5 separate regions of the Mus musculus genome follow, and regions 2, 3, 4 and 5 are each linked to region 1. A link is a contact called in public HiChIP or PLAC-seq and promoter capture Hi-C data. All regions are on one chromosome and are shown on one strand. The core of a region is the stretch at or near the end of the contact, and the rest is flanking DNA. Distances in the headings are between cores, read along the strand shown.

Region 1 (2,794 bases), core at 114-2,613:
ATAAAAGTTGTTAATTAGTTCAGCAAAGCTAATGTTACTCGCTGCCGTGGCAATGCAGTTGTTTTAGTGTTCTGTCGTTATTTAGTGAACACGGGAAACAGAGGATGGAGACGCACTACTTCCGTCCCGCCAACCACGCTCCTCAACCTCCGGAGCATCACTACTTCCGCATCACTACTTCCGCATCACTACTTCCGCATCACTACTTCCGGTCTACCAACCAAGTGCCAACCGCGCTCCTCATCCTCTGGCCGGTCAGATAATTAAGATGGACTCACCCTTTCTCTTCCTACCTCCCCTTCTTTCTACATAAGCTTCTTGCAACATCTATTGTAATTATCAATTCAGTGGCTTCATTTCAGATGCAAGGATTTAAAGCAACTTCTGTGGGTTTAAAATATTGGCTAAAAGCAGGAGAGACGGCTTAAGGAAAAGGTGCTTGCTGCCAAACTTGAGTTCATTCCCTGGACACCACAGAATACAAGTTCAGAACCGATTCCAAGTTGCCCACTGACTTTTTATGCATGTGTGCGTACACACAAATGGAACTTTAAGTTACCCATCTAATAAACGTAAAAGCTTGGTTGTTTGGTGATATCGCTGCTGTTGCTGTTAAAAATCATGTTTTGTAACTATTTTAACAGATAATTTCAAAAGGGACAAATTTTCTTCATTTAAGATTATTTTCATACAGTGGCACCTATTTAAAAAGGAGGGGTGTCTATATGATAAACTGCCTTGTGCACAGGAGAAATGAGGGGAGTTGGCCAAATTCAAGTCCTTCCCAGAGTTCTGTAGGGTTGATTCTCCCCCCCCCCCCCCGCCCCCAATGGTGCTTGCTCTGTTTGTCCTTAATATGGAGATGGACTCCTTTGAAAACCTGAGCCCAGGCTGTGAGACTTGCAGTTGGGAGTTAGGAGCTCGGAGCTTGAAGATCCCTCCAACTAAGTCTTCTCGAGCATCCGGGACCTCCCGCTGCCCTGCCCTCAGGTGCACACAGCAACGCGTCCTCCTGGTTTTATGCCTTGTTACTACTTTACAGCGACCAAGTCGGCCTCTGTGCAGCGCACCAGCGTTTGGAGGGCTGGGGACTCCTGCAGCCTGCAGAGAAGTCTCTCGAAGCCAGAGGCCTGCGGTGAGCGCCGTCACCGCCAGGGGGCGACCAAGCCCCGCCGCGGCCAGCAAGACGGACCCGCGCTTACCTCCAGGTAGTACAGGTCGACCGTAGTGATCTGAGAGTCCAGGAAGTCTTCATAGGTGTTGAACTGTGTGACAATGTTGTCCACGGCCGTCAGCCCCTCGTCCTGATCCATCGCGGCTACACCGACGCGTCCCTAGTAACCGGTGTGGGCGGGCCGGACGCGCGCCGGTTGCGGGGGCGGGGCAGAGGGCGCTGCGCTGGCCCTGCCCCAGCCGGATCCCTGGGCGGCTTCTAACCCCTGGGAGCGGTCAGCCCTGCAGGGCAAACCCAACTTTTTTGGTGTAAAAGCCTTAGCAAAGTCCGAAGGTGCCTGCTCAGTGTTTGCAGTAAGAACCTCGACAGAAGAGTATCCCGGAAATCTAGGGGAAATAGTCTTGCTGGGTGCTTCAAAATAGCACGTGATCAGTTGTATAAATTACAACTTAAAGGCAAGTTATGGTTGGTTACTTGTGTGCCAGGAACAATGTATAAACTTCCCAAACGAAGCAGCCTTAGTGATCTCCTTTGCTCCTGCCTTCTGCCTTTCAGTTCCTTTACTTTTTGTTATTTAAATTTCAATAAGTTGAAAATTACTTGAAAAATCTTGCCTCCTTGAACGTCCTTTAAAAAATTGGGTTGGGGGGGAGGGATCCTAATCATGGAATGATATATCCCATTGAGAAGCTGATATTGACTTGTGTTTCTATTTACTCATTTCTTTAAAATACTATAGTATAAAATTGAATCTGAAACATTTCTCATTAGAGCAGACTTGTACAACTGTTTCCACACCAGAAGCACAGATGCTTGCTGTTATGCCAAGGGACTTTACAATCATCTCAGCATTTGTAGAAATCAAATCAGATTCTGCAATGAATCTTTTCCATTTTTTGGGGGGGAGGGGGGCAAAGTAAAGCCAGGTCTATTTAAGACCCCAAGTTGCACAATAAGTTATAGCTTTATTTTAAAAACAGGCTACCAACAATTTATATTGTATAATTATCTAGAAAGCTATAGAAACTAAACTCCAAGCATAGAGGGGAAAAAATTTCATGTGGCCTAAAACATTATCACAAGTAGAGAGGAGAGGTCTCTGTACTGTCTGGTCCAAAAGAAACTTGAGGACAAGTGCCTTTTGTGTCTTTTAGCATTCTGAAGGGCAAGCTGGCCTCTAGGCATCTCATGTACCTGGTTTCAAGTCCAAGCTGACATTCAGGCTCCTCCTAGCTCCTCTCATATCAGCTTCTCAGTCCTACAGAACCCTGACCTTTCAGCCATGTGCTCTCTTACCACCCACCCCCTCTCTGTCCCAGAGGCATTATTCTGGGTGTGTTGAACACAACAGAAAGCTTAAAAAAAAAAAAAAAAGTTTCTGCCGCTGGGGTCCACAGGATATGAAACTTGCTTCCGTGTGGTGATTGATTTGAATTTACCACATACCAGCCCTGTTCTAAGTACCATACAATCTCCATTATTTCGTTTAATCACAACAACAAACTCACTAGAAAACCAGCATTGGTGTTATCCTCCATATGGAGACAGGATGAGTTTAAATGACTTGGCCAAAGTGTCGGGTGCAAAAAAGCAAACCCAAAAAATAACAATAGTCCTTTT
Region 2 (2,794 bases), core at 132-2,631, 920 kb before region 1:
CTAAAGTGAACATTTCATCTTTTGCTTAGCAGCAAAGACTTCAGGAAGTAAAAAGGCAGCTGTCTGGGTTGCCTTCTCAGCAGTCTTGAGAGCTCACAGATGTTACAAAGGGCTTTTCTGGTGGCACTACTAAGAAATACTGGTTTAGTTCAGCCCTTTTAGTTTCTTGCTATGTGAGCAGGAAGAGTGTGCTTTGCCCAGTGTCATATGGTCTACTTGTTAATTGACTCAGGATGGAAGTCGGCTCCTTGTGTGGACCCATTCTCCTTCACAGAACAGACACCAGAGATAAACAAAAGGCTCAGGGTTTTTAGAATAAACTGCGGGGCTTAAGGAGAAGCATCTGTAGAATATGCGTAGGATAGTGAAGCAGGAAGTATGAGAGAGACAGGGACCAGCCAAGACCAGCCAAGGAACATGAACGTTAGGTTAAAAGAGGCTCTTTCCATCCCAGAGAGAAGATGCAGGGACCTTAGAGGAGGAACCGTGTTGCTCCATGTTAATAAGGCCAATTACAGTCTATGGGATGGTCCTACAGTGTTTATGTATGAACGGAAGCTTACAAAGCCTGCTTTTCATACTCAGGGTCACAGCTGCAAAGTCTCCAAATCTTGTGCATTTCCCCCCATGGGTAAGGTATCTTTATTTCAACTTCTTCCCTTACCTTTCTATCACGCGTAGGAGAGTATTGAGTTCTTACCTCTATATTTATTTTTTTCTTTTCTAAAATAGTTATCAGGTATTCAATGGCTGATTCAATTAAGTAGCTGTCTACAATGATAAAAACAACCTTCACCGAGGACCAGCCTTACACACTAGAGTATCTTCCTTTCCTTTGCGAAAGTTCTAACACCTGTAATTTTACATGTGGATTGAATAGCAGTTTATTTAGCGTTTGCCCTCCAGGAGCCAGTAAGCTTCTGGGACCAGCCGGTTGCGGCCACCAGTGTGCCCCCAGCGTTTATTACAATACCCAACACTCAGCAAGTGCTTCGTGGTTCCTCTCAGATCTCCTCCGAAAGTTACACGGACAGTAACCTTCAGCTCATAATTATGATAATAGATACTGTACAACGAGTCGAGCCGGTATTTACAGGTAGAGCACACAAGGCAAATGAATACACACTCGGCGACACATGAGTGCACAAACAGCCGCGGGCAGCGACACGAAGGAGGAAACGCGCGCCGGAGTGGGCCCTGCCCAGGCTGCGGAGACCCGCTGCGCCAGCAAGCCAGCCTCTGCAGCGTGGGTGGGTACGGCCGCAGCGTCACGGGAGTCCCTACCCGCGGAACCCTGGCAAGTCCCCGAGCGCCCGCTGCAGGGCGGCGTGGGCGGAGAGCTGCGCCACGATTGGCCAGCGCAGGATGGGCGTGGCCTGCGGCGGGCGGGGGCGTGGCCTGCGGCAGGAGGCGGGCATTTCCCCAGCAAGGGGGTGTGCGCGGCTCGGGCTGGAGTTTCAGTATAAACAAGGACCCCGACTGGATCGGCGGGTTTTCCCTTTCTTCTGGCGTTCGACCCTTCCCGGTCCTGAGCTCGCCTTTTGGGGCGCCTCGGTACGGCAGCCAGGAGGCAGAGGCTCCGAGCTGTGTGCGGGTAGGTGCTCCAGGGGACCCCGCGGCGGGATGGCGGGAGCGGGCTGCGCCGGCGCTGCTCCGGAACGGCGCCGGCTGTCCAGTGCGCCCCGGCGTGGCGGGAGATCCTCGGCTGGCGAGCATTGGCAGAGCCACAGAACTAGGAGTTCTCGCGCCTGCTGCTTCCGTGCCCCGGGCTGCCGCGCTCCCAACAGGTGCGGGGCTGAGCACTGACGACCCGGGGACCCGGGGATCTGGGGACGCTGTGCTGCGCCTCGCCCCGGCCAGGCCTTCTGTTTGGAGATCTTAGATATTGAGGGTTTGTCTGAGTTGGAGTCTCGTTCATCCTTTTTGCTTTCCCTCTCAGCTTCTTGTGCATACCTAGGGTTGTTTCCATGTACTTTTTGGCTAGTTTCCTAGGGTGCTTGAGAGTGTTCAGGCTGTTGTTTATTTTTTGCTGCAGTTTCCTTATAATTTAAGGTCTGACTCCCAGGAACAGTCAGGGAAACAGGACTTGTGTGTTCCCCAGGCTCGTATGCAAACTTGAACAAGTAGCCTGTTTTTTGTTTTGCTTTGTGACCCAGGTGAGTTGCCTTCGGACACTAGCCTGGGTGATAATAACGTGGCCCGGGGTACCTGGTAGCCTCGTGGGCTGAGTGCGTGAGGGAGGCTCCTCTTTATTGGAGAGCCCCGGGAATAACTTCAGCAGCACTGTACTAGAGAAAAGGGCAAACGCGGAAACGGAGGTGTTCTCTCTCGCTCTCTCGCTCTATCGCTCTGTCTCTGTCTCTCTGTCTCTCTCTCTGAGTGTGCGTGTGATTTGACTATTCCTTGCCACCTTACCCCATCCAAATTGGTTCAGTTCAGGCGAAGCACTGTGGCTAAGGCACTGACAGTGCGGCGAGGTGTTCTCTCGCACAGCGTGGTAAAGGGCGCTAGGAGAGCATCTGGGCTGCAGTTTTCTCTTGTGAATGTAAATGTGCCCGTTTGCAGATGGATTCGGGGCGTATGGTGTATATGGATAAATATGCACGCATACTTGTGTATGTATGTTTGGGTGAACGCGTCTCCAAGGAGTCCTTCGTCAGCAGCGCCATGTGACAATGGCCTGGAACTGCTGGTGTGCGTAGAGCTATATTTAGCCCTGACAGTGTCTCACTGGGAGGACGGGTCTTGAGCTGGGAGGATAAAGCGGGGAAGAATCCAGGAATAAGGTTATCGA
Region 3 (2,794 bases), core at 97-2,596, 910 kb after region 1:
CTCCCACTGCTCTGGGCAGGGTTCTGACCTCCCGGGCATTTACTATCAACAACAAAATCTTAAAGACAACTCACAGGACTGAAGCAGCTAGTTGGCCCATTCTCAACAAGTGCTGAATCTTGAGAGTACATAGGAAAGGGTCGCTCAACTTCCTTCCCAGCACCTTACCATAAATGTATTTCTAAAAGTCACAGCCACCATGTGACTGACCCCAAGTGAGAATTAAAAAGAAAAAGTGGGGGGTGGGGGTGGGGATAGCAAGGGAGAAACAGTGCTAGAAAAATCTTCTTGCTTTGTTTTTTTTCAAGGAGACCTTGCCACTGTAACAGGCAAACAAGGCATTATAACAGCTATTGGCTGCTGTTAATGCCTGATACAGGGAGCAGGCACTCCAGCTCTGAATTTGTCAAACTAATAGTGCTTCATTCTGTCTATGAGGCAGTGCCACTTAATAGGCAAGCGTGTTATGCTCTCATAATGGTAAAACTGAGACAGGGAGAGGGTGAGCAGCTTCCTTAAGGCCAGACAGCTTATATCTGGGAAATTTATAACGTGGCACCATTAGTAGTAGAAAAGTAATTTGCTATATGAGTTTAAATATATGCCATCTAAGTGTTAATACAGATATATTCTTACACACATGTAAGAATACCTGCACCAGAAATAACTGGGTCCTATATGCATAGTGGAGTGAATTGGGGGCCATTATTCTATGGCAGCTCATATATACAGCACAAAGTATTCAAAAGACAGATCCTTAAATAGTAAATACTTCCTAACTAGTAAGACTATTAAGCACATTGTCTAAGCTCTGCCACAACTTAAAAAGATATTATTGACCTAAATATTTGTAATTTTATGAGCTGCTCCAAGATACTCTAATTACAGAGACTTCCTAGATAACATAATGTACACTGTACTGCAAAACTCAAGTCACTGTACAAATGCGATTATTTGTTTTTATCATTTAAATATGGGATATTAATGATCTAGTGCAAGAAAGACTTTTTAAAGTGAGCATATTCAAAGCACGTGGCAAATAGCTGCTAAAATGGGGAAGATAAAAGCTCTCTAAGGGGTGGGGTGTTTTCATGTGTATCTGAGATGCAGCCTGTCACAGAGTGCCATAGCCATGAGTTTCATTTTAATCGGTACTGTGGTAGCAGATTGTCAGAGGGGTTAAGGATGATGTCAACCATGCCTCTTTTCAGCTCTCAAGAGTGTGGCAAAATGTATTATTTGGCATAGTCGTGACACAGATCTGCATGTGTATGTCTTCAATAATTCATGTTGCAGCTTGTCTCACTGTGGGGACAGATGTCAGTGAAACCAGTGACAGCCGATCATGCTGATCCCACACATAGTCACGTGGGGCCGATCCCACAGCGACACTGAGCTTGCTAGATACTTGCTCTGCTCCACTGGAGCTGAGAAAATACAGTGCAGCAAGTATGGGTCTAGGGATCCATGTAGGATTTCATGGGAGGAGTACATACTAAGATGTATCCCTGTTTTCATATAGTTTCTCAAAAAACTGAGTGCCATATATACCGGGGGATTAATGTGTGTGTGTGTGCATCTATCTATCTATCTATCTATCTATCTATCTATCTATCTACCTATCTACCTATCTACCTATCTACCTATCTACCTACCTACCTATCTATCTATCTATCTATCTATCTATCTATCTATCTATCTACACATACATAGAGCATGAAGAAATCTCAGAGTTCAAGGCCAGCCTGGTCTATAAAGCAAGTTCCTGACCAGATGTCTATCTATCTATCTATCTATCTATCTATCTATCTATCTATCTATCTACACATACATAGAGCATGAAGAAATCTCAGAGTTCAAGACCAGCCTGGTCTATAAAGCAAGTTCCTGACCAGATATATTCCATGTCAGCTAGAGCAGGGAGACACTGTCTCTGGAAACACACACACACACACACACACATTCATTATTCTTAACAAAATCAATTATTTGTGATAATGCATAGAAATATGTCTCCTACAAGTGATTCTATAATAGCAATCCTGACTAACCTGTCTACTGCCTCATGGTCATGGTATGTAACAAATGTGATATATTTAGAAGAGTACAACAGGCATTTTGACCTCAACAACTTATCTTTATTTCTCATCAAGACTAGTATTTTCTTTTAATATTAAACATTAATAAAAATGAATGTTTCAAATACTGTAAGAGCAACACAAACACTTATTGTGTATTGCTTAAAATATGGAATATAAAATGCAACATAGGGAAACTTTCCTTCTACCCAGATTACTGAAACCTATATGCATACATCTCTCACTTATGTTTCAAGGTAAAAAGGCCAGGCTAAGAAAATGTAGCTGAAGGTATACAAGTCCAGTTTCTACCTCAAAGCACTCATCTATTTTCACATAAAGAAATTCAAAGATGGAGAAGTCCCTAAATCCTCAAAAGTCCAAATGCTATTTAATATTTCTAACCCCCCAAGTTTACTACTTAAACCTGTATAATCTCTTACATCTAGAAACACCATGAGTATGTGTGCATGTGTAAATCATACATACGAATACATTTATGCAAGAAAATATAATTAACACCGAGCGGGCGTATTTTTGTGGTTACATGACATGTTCTTCTGCTATAGCTGACTTTCTCTTAGACAGAGGCTTTTAAAAACAAAACAAAACAAAAACAAAAAACAGGGCCTCAAAATGCAGCCTTAGGTGCCATGCCTCTGCCTCCTGAGTGCTGGGACTGAAGTCCTGCGGCACCATTCCTGAGGTGGGACAGA
Region 4 (2,794 bases), core at 193-2,692, 860 kb before region 1:
CTATGTTCTTATTACCTCGGGCTTGCTACGAATGTAATCGGGATCTGGTTTCTCTATTCAAGGAGCTTTCAGTCGGGACAAGTGACTTCACACAGAGTATAAATTCTTCATACTTGACAAAGTCAGAAGGCTGTTGGACAGCGTTCCTCAGACTGTGAGTCTTGATTCCAAGGACCTTTGGAAAACACAGATACTTACAGGATCCATAGCAACAGCAAAATTACAATCACGAAATAGGAACGAAAACAATTTTATGGCCAGGAACACCACAACACAAGGAGAGGAACCGTATTAAAGGTTCGCAGCTTTAGGAAGATTGACAGCCATTGCGGTAGGAGAATGTTAGGTTTGCGTTTCTGTTATCGGTGATGCTGTTATCACAGTGACAGTTTGAACTTCTCTCAATTATGAATTGAGAAGACAGTACATACTGGTGTCAAAGCCATTAAGGGAACTTTAATCTTTCTAACAGCTTTGAGGGATAGGCATTTACACAACCCCTCAGTTCCATACCCTCGTCTCAAACTGTGCATTGTGACTTAGCCTTTTCTGTGGTCCAGTGAGTGGCAGAGCCTGCTCCTTGTGTCATCCGTGTTCACTCAAGGTTGTACTGCCGGCTAAGGGCAAGTGGACACTTTTCAAGTCTGGAAATGAAGACTTTCAGAAGTCCCCCTGTGGTGTCCGGAGGGACTCAAATGATCACGCTTAGCGAGTGTTAAACTCCAAGCCAGATGCCAGACTTGTATTCTCTGAAGCTCCGTGAAAGATGCATTACTTCACTCAGAGACAGGCTCTCGCCCAACCAAAACAAAACAATTTATAGCTGTGTTGCATATTCCACTTGTAACGTTCGACGGAAACCTCGCACGCATGCTCAGTGGGCAGGCTTGTGACCACTGCTGCTGTAGGGCTCCATTTCATCAGATGGATCGTTCCCAGGATCCGAACCACGGAGGCTTAGCTGCCCGGAAGGCTGCTCAGGAAGAAACACCTGCGGTCCCACATTAGCGATTAAGAAGCACTTGTTCAGGGGGTAAAAGCTGCCAAGTGTCTGCATTTCAGGAACGAGAGCTGGCCGTGTGGAGGGAAGGGACCCCCTGGCTTGCATCACATTCCTTCAGACCTAATCTACTCATTAAGCAAAGTGGAAACAGCTTTCCTGCCACCCAGGGCCAACTGGGTGTGCAAAGCCATATAACGTGCTGCACGTCTGCTTTTGTAACCATGCATCACGGTCCCCAGAGTTCCAGGACCTTCCCAGGTGGGCGATATTTGAACCACAGATCCTCAACAGAAAGGTGAAAACCCTATTGCGTGCATGCAAACAAGTGAAGTCACAAACTACAGTCACAGCTTGATTAATCTTCCTTGGAAAACGATTTCCTTTGTTTGGCTGAGCGGACGAGACTCCAAGTATGCAGCATAGCGAGCAAGTGGCTCTGGAAGGCTGTGGGGACCGTCTCTTAGCCTTCAAGTGTGGCCCAGACATGTAGCCTTTCTCTGACCTTCCTCTGGGAGGGAAAGCAACTTGAAACTGATTTCACAAGCATGGTAAATTGAGTGCTTCAATCCTGCGCCAGGAAACTTCCAGCCCTGATTGTGGTCTGCGAGGGGAATGCTTTCTTATTTTTTTACATTTAAATTCAATTTATTTATAAAATGTATACAAAAGAATATAAAACTTGTACATATTTATGTACACATGATATTCCCATACACATAACATGCATTGCATAATGTCTAAGCCAGATTAAACTTCTCTAGCCTCTCAAAAGAAATTTTTATCATCTCTTTGTGGTGAAACATTTAAATTCCTTTCTTGCAGCTATCTGGAATACACATTATTGTCAGGCACATCACTGCAGAATTTCTGCTTCACGTTTAACTTAGTGTTCACTGGTTGACATTTCTCCAGCTTTCCTCCTTCCCTCCTCTCTGCAGCCTCTAGCAACCCGCATCCTTGTCTCCAAGTTTATGAGACCAACAGTTTGAGGTTCTCCATGCAGATGAGATCAGCTGGTACCTGTCTGTGGCTGTACTACTTCACTGAACACAGTGATCTCTAATTCCGTGCACAGTGTCACACAGGATTTCATTTTCCCTCAGCCTCTCTCTTTGGCCAAATAATATCTAGCAGTATATGTGTTCTTCCTTTTGCTGTATTCTGTCACAATCATTTTGGTTTACCTATGCTTTGTTTCTTGGCTACTATGAATATTGCTGCAATAAACAGGGGCCTGTGGCCATCCCTTGGATGTGCTGATTGTATTCACATTGGCTCTGTCCCTCGTAATGAGATTCATGGATCATGGGGCATTTTTTATTTTTGAGAAATCTCCATATTGTTTCCCACAATGCTGATCCTGTTACCAAAATTGAGGCTCACAATCTGTACCCCAAGTTGTCTGGTTACCCCATCCTCAGTAATCCAATCAAGAGGGGCAAATTAAAAGTGAAAGCAGAAACAAACAAGATATGTATTGAAGGTGGGCTTGTGGTCACACTGGGAAGCAGAAGAGAGAGGCTCAATGCACCCATAAGTCTGCCCTTGGGACCTGAAGTGAGATCGAATTTAAATAGAGGGCCAAAGATATGTATATCTACCCAGCCCCCAGTTGAGGTATGATCCCGCCCACCAGTGACCTATCACTGCCTGGATTTCAGTCTCATCCTGTAAGTTAGCCTGGCAAGCTGTCAGACCCGTGTGAATCTCCCCGCCTGGCTTTTTCCTTCTCTCAGCATGAGATTCCTGGGGAAGATCCTATTTCTTGGGGGCTCAATGGTCTCATAGTGA
Region 5 (2,794 bases), core at 81-2,580, 640 kb after region 1:
TTAACATCATCTTAAAGTCTTTCAGATTAATACAAGAATAATTGAGCACTTGAGAATATGTAGCTCTGAAGTAGAGGTCCCATGATCAGAAGTTACATTAAGGAGGAACAACTTAAAAACCTCTAAATACAATCAAAGAACTTTCTTCAAGACATAGATGTGCTTGCCTTAGAAACTTAGATACAGTAACATTAAATCTCTCTCTCTTGCAAGAATGAACCAATCCTCAAAAAACAGACCAAAGCTCGCTTTGTATTGCGATATTTCAACTCATTATAATCTCCTATTCCTTGTTGCCTCCTACTAACTTAACTGCCTTAAGAGACTTACAGAAGACTCGAGCTGGGTACAAGGTTGAATCAATTGCCACTAGAGCCACATCTAATTACTAAGAAGGTACTAGGGACAAGTTGATGATGACAGGAAAGAAGAGAAACTAGGCGTTTCATTGGAGATACCGGAGATGAAGGAAATGAAACAATACTTTAAAATATGCATCTGGTTAAGTGGGAAAGAAGAAGATTGCCACTGATTGAATAGGAAAAGTGACAAATTGATTTTTTTTTTATCTTAAATATTTTTCCCCCAAATCCTCTTTTGCCTGGAGGTAAGTAAAAGTATAAAGTATTGCTATATATAGGGGCGCAGTATTGTTCCCTGAATGAGAATGGTACCTAAACAACACATCAAGACACTTGGCCCTTTACAAGGGCAGTCATCAATTCATTCATGGTTACAGATCTACTCTACTCCTTAATGATTTGCACTGAGTACTGTGTGCTAAATATTGAAGTGAGTGACTTCATCCGTAAGTAAATACACATGAGACCCTGTTCCAGGAGGGACTATTCAAAGGTTTAGAATGTTAGCTTAACGAACTGGATGATGACTTTAAACACTGAAGGAGAATTTGTGTATGAAGGATTTGGTTTCCCTCAGATGATCCCCCATAGTAGAAATTTAACAAAGTAAACACTATATTTGAAAAGTTGAGGATAAACACAATCAAGACTCCTATAAAAGTTGGAGTTTTCAAAAGTTAGAAAAAAAGTCTCTCTGGAAAATGCCAAACTCTCTTTCACCAGATGTAAGTATATGGTGGACAAGCTGGAAAATGACTTAGAGTGGACCCCAAATTGAGTAAACACCCGCTAAATCCATCCCTACTTTTACAGCCGCGGGATTCTACACAGTGGGATATTATGCAAATGATTCCACAGACTCTTACAACTGATCTCCAGAACTAGCAAACTCAGAAACTACTTGTTTCCAGAGCCAAGAATGTTGAGTGGAATCCTCCACTTCCTCCTCAGCTCTCCCCTGGGTACCAAACTGCAGGGGAGTGAGAGACTGTGCTCTCTTGATAGATGAGCTGGAGAATCCTTCACAGCTGTGTTGTGGAAATATTCTCCACTTCCCTCACGATAACATTGAGTCATAAAAGGAGAAAATGAACATTTATTTGCCAACTCCACCTGTCTGCTGGGCCCACCATATCTATATTAGCATCAAGGGAGCTTGCCTATACTGCTGAAAATTTCATCAAGAGGAGCGACGCAACTGCCATTTCCCTTAAGTTGTGGTTAGTGCTGGTTTCTCTTCTCATCAGAAGCCAGAAGACAGGAACTGAGCCTTGGATGGCTCAGTTGTCATCGCTAACATTAAGGGAAATGGTTGGAACCGGAAACCTCAGAACATTTCGAGCTTTTTAATCCGAAAAATTCAGAGCTAGATTGAAAATTCCTTTTGTTCTAAATCCAGTCTGGATCCATAAAAGTCTTCTCACTGGAAAAGAAGAAAGAAAATGCATTTCCTTTTGTCTTTTAGATCCAGAAGAGGTCAAATAAAAGGGGGGAATGGGTAAGACTAAAAAGAAACCGAAATTTAAAAATTGCAACATTCTAGAATTTATTCTTTTTTTTTCCTCTTAAAGTTTGTCAGTTCTCTCTTTATAAAACCACTGTAATAACAACCTTTCCATCATCATAGAGATTCATGTGAGAGTTAAGAGTGGCGTTTTCATTCTATGCTAATAACTAACACAAATTGATGTTTCTGTTTTCTTTATAGTAATATTTGCTTTTGTTTTTCGTTTTGTTTTTTTGGTTTTTGAGACAGGGTTTTTCTGTGTAGCCCTGGCTGTCCTGGAACTCACTCTGTACTCTGTAGACCAGGCTGGCCTCGAACTCAGAAATCCACCTGCCTCTGCCTCCCAAGTGCTGGGATTAAAGGAGTTTATATTTGCAGGTAATTGATCTGCCTCCTTAAGACTTTTAAGTCTTTTTTAAGATATTTGTTAGGCAGAGTCCTAAATCTAAAACATGCCATGCCTCCTCTGACTTGTACTCTAAAGTTCAAGCTTAGAGATGACCTGGTAGGATAATGTGTATATTGCTCTCTATTTAAGAGTAATACAACTATCACACCAGTACAATCATTAACAAAAGCACAACGGGTTCCTTGGATCACAGATGCAAAATAGGCCTGGCACCCACACCTACCACACTCACCATCGGTTAGTAACTGTGCATTGCTGACTCCTTCAATCACTCTGGCTCCTTCACAGTGTAATCAAAGTGTCAAGCATGCTTTTTTTTTCCCCAATTAACTTTCTAGTCTTCTGCTTATATAAAATACCCTCAAATTAACATGTCAGAAAGAATATAGATAAATTATCTACAATCAAAAGAATAGAAAAATTCATTTCTTCTATATGACCCATGACCTTGGCATCATATCATATCAATGCCCCAAACCTATTAACATTTGGGACATTGGAAACTAGTGGACTTCT

Evidence for each region. Promoter capture Hi-C pulls out the DNA fragments that hold promoters and counts their contacts. HiChIP or PLAC-seq counts read pairs in DNA pulled down with a chosen protein or histone mark.
Region 2: an H3K4me3 HiChIP or PLAC-seq map of forebrain shows a contact between it and region 1, with 4 times the contacts expected there. The contact joins the promoter of Rasgef1b here to the promoter of Cfap299 in region 1. A contact is called at or near these places in 4 of 39 promoter capture datasets (the 3T3-L1 cell line, cranial neural crest, hippocampal neurons and 1 more), 3 of 484 Hi-C or Micro-C datasets (cortical neurons, embryonic stem cells and palatal mesenchyme) and 5 of 115 datasets of contacts at active chromatin or transcription factors (astrocytes, embryonic forebrain, embryonic limb bud and 2 more).
Region 3: a contact with region 1 is called in a promoter capture Hi-C map of hippocampal neurons, with 2.5 times the contacts expected there. The contact joins the enhancer-like site here to the promoter of Cfap299 in region 1. A contact is called at or near these places in 6 of 39 promoter capture datasets (the 3T3-L1 cell line, the C10 cell line, hippocampal neurons and 2 more) and 1 of 115 datasets of contacts at active chromatin or transcription factors (embryonic hindbrain).
Region 4: a contact with region 1 is called in an H3K4me3 HiChIP or PLAC-seq map of embryonic limb bud, with 5 times the contacts expected there. The contact joins the enhancer-like site here to the promoter of Cfap299 in region 1. A contact is called at or near these places in 3 of 39 promoter capture datasets (the 3T3-L1 cell line, hippocampal neurons and second pharyngeal arch cranial neural crest) and 2 of 115 datasets of contacts at active chromatin or transcription factors (embryonic basal ganglia and embryonic limb bud).
Region 5: a promoter capture Hi-C map of pre-B cells shows a contact between it and region 1, with 2.8 times the contacts expected there. The contact joins the enhancer-like site here to the promoter of Cfap299 in region 1. A contact is called at or near these places in 6 of 39 promoter capture datasets (the C10 cell line, hippocampal neurons, liver and 2 more), 1 of 484 Hi-C or Micro-C datasets (cortical neurons) and 1 of 115 datasets of contacts at active chromatin or transcription factors (bone marrow-derived macrophages).

What each region holds. Positions count from the first base shown.
Region 1 is chr5:98,327,873-98,330,666 of GRCm38.p6, reverse strand. Cfap299 (cilia and flagella associated protein 299) reads right to left here and starts at 1,363. Exons shown (of 6, transcript NM_001024614.1): 1 at 1,203-1,363. The coding sequence starts at 1,313.
Region 2 is chr5:99,251,514-99,254,307 of GRCm38.p6, reverse strand. Rasgef1b (RasGEF domain family, member 1B) reads left to right here and starts at 1,381. Exons shown (of 14, transcript NM_181318.4): 1 at 1,381-1,594.
Region 3 is chr5:97,414,508-97,417,301 of GRCm38.p6, reverse strand. The region is part of intron 2 of 4930467D21Rik (RIKEN cDNA 4930467D21 gene); the gene reads right to left. Among named protein-coding and RNA genes, the nearest start is that of 4930467D21Rik, 23 kb to the right of the region's middle. Within about 2 kb of position 1,346, at least 25 of the 459 cell types and tissues checked have an H3K27ac peak or open chromatin away from gene starts, as enhancers often do. A contact at or near this core is called in hippocampal neurons, where this site is marked.
Region 4 is chr5:99,189,714-99,192,507 of GRCm38.p6, reverse strand. No RefSeq gene overlaps it. Among named protein-coding and RNA genes, the nearest start is that of Rasgef1b, 62 kb to the left of the region's middle. Within about 2 kb of position 1,442, at least 18 of the 459 cell types and tissues checked have an H3K27ac peak or open chromatin away from gene starts, as enhancers often do. A contact at or near this core is called in embryonic limb bud and second pharyngeal arch cranial neural crest, where this site is marked.
Region 5 is chr5:97,692,292-97,695,085 of GRCm38.p6, reverse strand. No RefSeq gene overlaps it. Among named protein-coding and RNA genes, the nearest start is that of Gm34029, 57 kb to the right of the region's middle. Within about 2 kb of position 1,330, at least 34 of the 459 cell types and tissues checked have an H3K27ac peak or open chromatin away from gene starts, as enhancers often do. A contact at or near this core is called in bone marrow-derived macrophages and pre-B cells, where this site is marked.